Linked DNA regions of Mus musculus: region 1 is linked to region 2. Evidence: chromatin contacts called from public HiChIP or PLAC-seq data. All regions are on one chromosome and are shown on one strand. Each heading gives the region's core, a stretch centred on a gene start, on an enhancer-like site or on the middle of the called end of the contact. The rest is flanking DNA. Distances are from core to core; before and after follow the strand shown. Region 1 overlaps Fam234a (family with sequence similarity 234, member A). Region 2 holds the start of Mrpl28 (mitochondrial ribosomal protein L28).

Region 1 (3,795 bases), core at 958-3,457, 110 kb before region 2:
GTTTAAAATGTTAAAATGGGAATGTCACTGGGCAGGTATGTATTTGACAGACTGTTTAGAAAGTTAAAACTAAAATAAAGATTAAAAAAAAAAATCAAACTATTGAAGTCCTGAGTTCAATTCCCAGCAACCACAGCGGCAGTGTGCTCATAGACATAAAATAAATAAATATTTAAAAATATTTCTTAAAAAATCAAACTATTAGAGACAAATTAGGAAATAATTTAGATACAAATAAGGAAATAAAACAAGCATTAAAATGAAGAAGCTTAACATACCTCCTCGGCCCGGCTGAGGCCTCTGCCTCTGGCTATGCTCTCCCACACGACCACCTCACCGCTTTACCATTCTGTGTGTGTGCTCATGCGTGTTCATGTTGGGGGGGGCATGGAAAGCAGAGGCCAGCCTCTAGTGTTCTCCAGGAGCTGTCCTTTTTGAAGGCCAAAGCCGGGACCTGCTGCTCTCTATTCTGACTAGGCTGCCTCGCCAGTGAGCCTTGGCGCCCACCTGACTCCAGCTCCCTACTGCAGGGTTACAAAGCTTGCTTAGCTTTTTAATTGCATCTGGAGGGCTCATACTTGACCGGCTAGCACTCTGCTGGCTGACCTACCTACTCAGCTTCCTCTCCTCCCCCCTTCCCCCCCTCCCCCCCTTTCTTCCTTCTTTGTTTTTCTACTTTAAGACAGTCTCTCATGAAGCTCACTTATGTAGCTCATGGTAATTCACTATAAAGAGAAATCTGTCCTTGAACTCACAGAGATCCCCCTGCCTCTGCTTCCTGTATGCTGGGAGTAAAGGCGTGTGCCACCACATGTGGCCTTTTCTTGTAGTTTTCAGACAGGGTTTGAGGTATTTAGTTAGCATAAACTCATTGTATTGACAAGCACAGCCTTGAACCTCTAGTGCTCCTGCCCAGTGCCTGCCGGGTGCTGGCATCACATGGGTCAGCCACGCGTGACTTCTCTCAGGAAATGAAGAAATGGAGGAACCGTTTCTACTGTCATTTTGTTCCATAATCTTTACTGTAGTGAATATGTAATCCTCTTTCCTTCTGTCTCACAAGGATTTATCGAAAAAGCTGCTTACCATGTTTTTAGCGGCCTTCCTAATGCTTCTATGCCAAATGCCTTGCATAGTGCTTTAATGTAATAACTGATGGGGAAGTGTCTAGGTAAATTTGTTGTTTTGTTTACAAGACAATATGCAAACCGTTTGCTTGTCTGAGCCAGTATTCCAAAGTCTTGACCCTCCCCCCTCAACACAGCACTCATGTCTCCTCTGTGGCACACTCACACTCAGCTCAGCCCCCAGATGGAGGCTGAGTAACATGGAATCATGACTCTTTCTCTTTCAGAGGTCACAACAGGATTAAAACTACAGCTCGCAGCATGCTAAACATGTACCCTGTGTCTCTAAGCTACACCTCCAGTGTGCCTGTGAGCTGGTGCTTTCTCCTTCTCTCTCTGTCTCTGTCTCTGTCTCTGTCTCTGTTTCCCAGACTGCCTGAAGACTTCATTTACAAACTTGCTATGTAAAAAATGATGGTGCTGATGGCTGTGTTCCTGGTCACTGTCCCTCCACCCTTCAATTGCTGGGATTGCAGACATGCACTGTCTTGTCTGGGCCATGAACAACTGTTCATTTATATATCTTTTTTAAATTTATGTTTTATTTTATTGCATATGGGTGTTGTGACTGCATGTGTGTCCGTGTCACACATGCATGCAGTGCCCATGGAAGCCAGGACTATAGTTGTGGGGTCAGTGGAGACCACTGGGCTCCTGTACGGGAAACCCTCGCTCTGGTCTCTAGTATCACAAATAATAACTCTCCATCCCTGCGTCCCTGTCACAAGCTTGCCTCTTGGTCCCAGGTTCTGGGTTTGCTGGGTTTCCAGGCCACCGTCACTTGGCCCGAGAGTCTAGTGAGAAGGTTCAGCTTTGGCCTGACATGGACATGGCCATCAGCAACAAGTGAGTGAGTCCCACTTTCTAGGCCTCAGTGTCCCATCTGTAAAGTGGGTGTAGCTGCTGCCATGTCCCATCACCTGAGGGCAGGACAAAGCAGTTGGCCTGTGTCAGGGACTCTGAGGACTCCTTCAATGCCCAAGCAAAGTAAGGCCTTACTTCCCCTCAGCCACACACACTGCACTAGTGCTTCCTGTAGAAACTGATTTTCACATGAGACTAAACCCTGCAGGCAAGTGGAGGCACTGTCTTAGTGTTCCTCACTGTATCGTCGTCGTCATCACCCTGTGTCCACTCGCGCACAGACCACAGAGCATGTGTGACAGGCAGAGAGCAGAGCATGTGTGACAGGCAGAGAGCAGGCTTGTGCAGTAAGTACCTTTACCACTGAGCCATTTCTACAACCATATTTATGATTTAAAAAAAATTTTAAGTGCTGGGCATTGAACCCCTGGCCTCTTGAATATTAGGCAAATATTCTGACATTGAGCCACAGCTACAAACCCCACACATTTTCTTTATTTCTTTTTTTGGGGGGGGGGGGCTGTTCTGGAATTCACTCAGTAGACCAGGCTGAACTCAGACTCTAGAGCTCTGCCTGCCTCTGCCTCCTGAGTGCTGGCATTGCAGGATGAGCCATCACATCCCTCCCCCACCTCTCGTTTTAGTATCTACAAACTTTTAAAGATTTAAAGTTTTACTTTATGTCTGTAAATGTTTTGTCTGAAAAAAAAAAAGATGTGTATGCCTGCTGGATCCTCTGGGACTGTGGTTATAGACAATAGTGAACCACTGTGTGGGACCAGAAATCAAACTTTGGTAAGCTACCCCTCTAGCCTGCATCTACGAATATATAGATTTGTAATGAATTTATATATTTTAATAGTGAATATGTGATTACTGCAAAACCCACAAATGCTCTTTTAATGGTTACCAGCACACCAGGAGTGAACCTCACACCTAATCTCAACACTCAGGAGGCAGAGAGGCAGAGAGTCGCAGAGGCAGAGAGGCAGAGACAGAGAGGCGCAGAGGCAGAGAGGCAGACAGGCAGAGAGGCAGAGAGGCAGAGAGGCAGAGAGGCGCAGAGGCAGAGAGGCAGAGAGGCAGAGAGGCGCAGAGGCAGAGAGGCAGAGGCGCAGAGGCGCAGAGAGGCAGAGCAGAGGCGTAGAGAGGCAGAGGCGCAGAGAGGCAGAGGCAGGTAGATCTCTAAGTTTGAGGCCAGCCTGGTCTATATAAGAACTTGCTGGATAGGCAGGCAGGGCTACATAGAAAGGATCTTTAAAAAAAAAAAAAAAAAAAAAAAAAAAAAAAAGAGGGGAGGGGTGGGGAAGGAGTAAGAATCAAAGAAAAGAAAGAAATCAGGCCCATCATGTACTACCATGCCTGATTGTGGTTGAGTTTTTTTTAACTACATTGTGTGTGTGTGTGTGTATGTGTGTGTGTGTGTGTGTGTATGTTTGTGTGCATGTGCCACAGCACATGTGTGAATAATGTCAGAGGACAAGTTGGCAAGAGCTGATTACTCTCCCTACTGTGTGAAGCAGCCCAGGGATCAAACTTAGACTGTAAAGCTTGATAGCAAGGGTTTGCCCAATGAGCCTCCTAATGACCCCCATTATGGGTTTGTTTGTTTTTTTTTTTTCGGAGATCTTGTGTAGCCAGCTTTAGATCTGCTGTATAGGTGAGCATGGCTTTGAACTTGTGATGCTTTTGCCTCTGCCTCCCCTGGATCCCAGGCATATGCTGCCATGCCCAGTGCATGTGGTGCTGGGCTGCGCATCAGACCCGGGAATTCTTTTTTTTTTTTTTTTTTTTTTTTTTTCTG
Region 2 (3,791 bases), core at 282-2,781:
GGCAGGCAGATTTCTGAGTTCGAGGCCAGCCTGGTCTAGAGTGAGTTCCAGGACAGCCAGGGCTATACAGAGAAACCCTGTCTCGAAAAAAAAAAAAAGAAAGAAAGAAAGAAAAAGAAATGGCTACAACCATTGGACAAGTCAGCGACTCACAGGGAGTGGCCTCAGCAAGACAGAAAGCTTCAGGGGCTGCACCAACAGGGACTCAGTCCTACTTGTAATGGCTACCCTGGGGTGCCCCACACTCCCTGCCCATGCCCATGCAGTGCACTCGGCACTTCCCACGAGTCTGACAAGACCTTGGAGTGCACTAACCCCTGCTTGCCTTGAGAATATAGAAGTCAAATCCATAGGCCTCATCGATGAGATCCAGGGTCCTCATGGTCACAGTCACGGTGAACTTCTTGTCCAGGATTTCACTGTAAAGCTCCCGAGTGAACAGCTGTGGCTTCCACACCTTCTTCACCCTCTTGGAGAGCTAAGGGTGCAAGAGAAACCTCCCGTTTTCCTATAGACCAAGTGGGCCCCAAAGCACCCTTCTGGAACCTGGGCTACTGTGAGCCAGGCCCTCTCCCTTCCTCAGACGCTCCTCAGGACCACTGATGCAGGTCAGGGCCCCTGAGCTGGCTCTGGACACCCACCCACCTAGATGTCTGCTTCACTCAGGCTAGCCCTAATGCTACTGGTATATGTTCCAGATTCTCACACAGCTGAAACCCAGTAGCCACAGGCAAGTGAATGACACCCTGGAAGGCCTGAAACATACTCTCTCCTCCCACAGGGCTTGCCTAGGAGCAGAGTATCACCAGAAGAGATAGACTCCAGGCAGTCATCTCGGTCTTTTTGATTTTTATGTACTAGGAGCAAAGTTATTCCGTCCTAAAAATGAGGGAAATGCGCATAGAAACTAGCAGGTGACAAGCAGATTTCACTTCTCCCTCCTCTTCGGCACAAGCTTCGAATCTATCCTTCCTCCTTCCTTTTCTCCACCACTGTCCCCACTCTGTCCTTACTTTTGATACTATCTGATCCAGGACCACCCCACTTCAGGACTAGACTTTGCTATCGGAGTTAGCTTGCTCCGTAAACAAAACGCTTGTGTTAGTCTGGTTGACCGTTTGTGGCGCCCAGAGCAGCGCCTGCTCAGCAAAGCATGCAGAACAGCCGAGATGGTCCGCACCCACCTTGTCGTTGTTGGCGTATCTGTAGCCTAAAATCAAGCCCTCTCCACCCCACAGTCCCTGCTGGGACTCTGGAGGGTAGTGAACTGGAATGGGTACGTCCTCAACGCGCTCGCGCTGCCCATTCTTGGGGTTGATCTTGAACTTGGTCCCGTGAGGTTTGTAGTGTACCGGGGTCGGCGTCCGTTCTTCTTCCAGTGAGCGCAAGAAGTGGGCGGGCAAGCGCGCACAGATGCCCTGCCGCAGCCGCAGCTTCTGCCACAGGTGCACAGGATACCTGTGCAGCGGCATCGCGCGACCCTCTACTTCTAGGAGAGCGCGCCCGCGCCTCCCGGAACCGGAATAGCGTCACCGAACGTGCGCCTTCGCTCGCTGCCAATTGGCAGCAACGCCCGTCCATCTAAACTAATCCCTTTCCCTCCGCCTCCTTTAGGGACCATGAAAAATTATCTACTGCGAATGGGTTCAAGGCACCGTCTGCCAAGTGCAGCCCAGGAGTTCCCCAGCAGCTTTGGCAAGCCTGTTGGGAAAGGCTACCCTGAGCTCAACCTCCCTTTCCCTCCAGGGACGCAAGGAAAAAAAAAAAAAAGACCACTCATTTGATTTGAAAAATTATTGTAGAATATTAAATTCACCAATTACATAAAAATATGCCTTCATATCTTAGAACAGTAACATTTTACCACCTGCCCCCCACCCCCAACAGAATATACACATTTCCCCTTTCAGGGGCTAAAGTGTGCTTTGGTGCCAAATAAAGGATGTTAGTAGCTTGGGAAGGAGCCCAGAAGCCCACACCTGCAATCCCAGTACTCAGAGCAGATGAGCCTCACAGTGGGAACCAAATGGCCTGGGCACACAGCACTACCAGCTCAGTGACCCCAGGAGACCAGAAAGATTGGGCTGGGGATCCAGAACCCACTCCTTAATCCTCAGTTGATCCAGTAGGGGTCAGCCTCATCCAAGTGTCTAGGGCCAGCACAGGAGAATGCTCACCAGACTGGGGCCTTGGACCCCTTAAGAGAGAAGGGAACACTAGCGAGCATTGTGTGCCTTCTGGAGCCAGACCTCATACAGCTGAGCAGCCTGCTACCTCAGGCTCTCCCGAAGGCCTCCTGCTCCAACAGACAATGAGGGAGGGACAGCACACAGCACTCCAGGTCTTAATCAGCTCTCTGATGACCCTGGACTCTACCATAGCAACTGCAGCAGGAGGGTATCCCCATGCCAAGGCAGGATGGCATTAAGGGTACAGGATGTCAGAGACAGTGAGTGACCTCTGTGCACTCAGACTTCCTTGCTTGTGGGTCTCATATCACGGCTTTCCAAAGGAAGGGGACCACAGGAATCCCTTATCTGTATCCCCATCCATAACAGCGTGATCAGCCCACACGTGGCACCTGTGGGCTCCAGGTGGAAACAGCTGTGACCTTCAGAGGAATTGGCAGCAGCCATAAAGATTTTTTGGGGTGGAGGGGGTCTTCTCTGGAGAAAGAAGCCAAGCGTCTCAGGACAATTTTATTCAGATGGAAACCTGGTTGGGGCTAGACAAGCACCTCTCTCGCTTGTCCTAGCTGAAGAGGTCATTAGAGTTTCAGGTGTCCATGAACCAGCCTTATCAGGTCACTGTGTACAACTCATCCCGATCATTCCTGCAGATCTGGTAGTGACAAGGGAACTTCTGCAAACAGGCCCAGGACCCAGCTTTTTCCTCTCGTGGTGGCAGAAGAAATGCTGCACTACCAGCCAGTAGGATGTGCCAAATGCTGTGGGTGTAGTAGTAATTGTCACTGGTCATCATTGAAGTATACATGGCGATGCCAACGGAAGCCATGGAGATGCCAGGCAGGAGGTAGAAGACCCAGCGCTGCCAGGAGGTTGGGTAGCACTGTCCCCGGTGCCCACAGCGGTATATCTAGAGTGGATAGCCACATGGGAGTTGGTTGGTTGGTGCAGACCCAGAGCCAAGAGGTATGGGGTCTATCTAGATCTGGGCAGGAGAAGTGCATATGGCCTCATGCCTAGTGGTTATCGGCACAAGACCTAAGGCACATAGCCAGACTGGGGCTCTATGGGTAGCTGCTACCGACTCTAAACAGATGTGGAGTTTTGGAGCCCTCCCAGCATAACTGGAATTAAGGGCCTGGCTCTCTTCTCCATGAGTCTGAACAGGAGACTATATGCCCTGTTCCTTACCCACATGGAGGCCATGATCACAAAAGCAAAGACGCAAGGTCCCATCAAGTTCCAGATGCCCCTGCGATCCATCTGCAAGGACATGGCGATGACGAGTGTGCCGAGGACAAGTAGTACCTAGGAGAGACACAGTGGTTTGTGAGGCCATAGAAGCCTTTGGCTGGAATCACCTGTGATAGCACGAGACACAATAGGCAGGCGCTGGGGTCAGGGGCGCTGATTACCCAGGTCAGCTTCCCAACATCCTGGCTCCTCTCCTCTGTCGGCTCCTCTTAAGACTCTGCCCCGTTCCTGCTCAGCCCCTGGGAGGGAAGTACCCTTCCTCTAGTCCCTTTACTGTGTCCAAAGGACCTTTGGAGGACTAGGTGATGATGTCCACTCCTAATGGGCAGTCTTGTACACACTTGCATGACC

Evidence for each region. HiChIP or PLAC-seq counts read pairs in DNA pulled down with a chosen protein or histone mark.
Region 1: an H3K27ac HiChIP or PLAC-seq map of the HPC-7 cell line shows a contact between it and region 2, with 10 times the contacts expected there. The contact joins the enhancer-like site here to the promoter of Mrpl28 in region 2. A contact is called at or near these places in 24 of 39 promoter capture datasets (the 3T3-L1 cell line, 3T3-L1-derived adipocytes, the C10 cell line and 18 more), 4 of 15 datasets of contacts at CTCF or cohesin (CD8 T cells, the NIH/3T3 cell line, large pre-B cells and 1 more), 50 of 484 Hi-C or Micro-C datasets (the 63-12 cell line, the AML12 cell line, B cells and 30 more), 23 of 115 datasets of contacts at active chromatin or transcription factors (the 230-238 cell line, the HPC-7 cell line, the SCID.adh cell line and 11 more) and 4 of 9 other capture datasets (adipose tissue, liver, macrophages and 1 more).

Annotation. Positions count from the first base shown.
Region 1 is chr17:26,228,388-26,232,182 of GRCm38.p6, reverse strand. The region is part of intron 1 of Fam234a (family with sequence similarity 234, member A); the gene reads left to right. Among named protein-coding and RNA genes, the nearest start is that of Gm23123, 6.8 kb to the right of the region's middle. Within about 2 kb of position 2,207, at least 30 of the 459 cell types and tissues checked have an H3K27ac peak or open chromatin away from gene starts, as enhancers often do. A contact at or near this core is called in CD8 T cells, the HPC-7 cell line, the P5424 cell line and 9 more, where this site is marked.
Region 2 is chr17:26,121,243-26,125,033 of GRCm38.p6, reverse strand. It overlaps Mrpl28 (mitochondrial ribosomal protein L28), which reads right to left and starts at 1,531. Exons shown (of 5, transcript NM_024227.3): 1 at 1,185-1,531; 2 at 326-478. The coding sequence starts at 1,472. It overlaps Pgap6 (post-glycosylphosphatidylinositol attachment to proteins 6), which reads right to left. Exons shown (of 13, transcript NM_021793.2): 12 at 3,378-3,494; 13 at 1,780-3,096. The coding sequence ends at 2,800.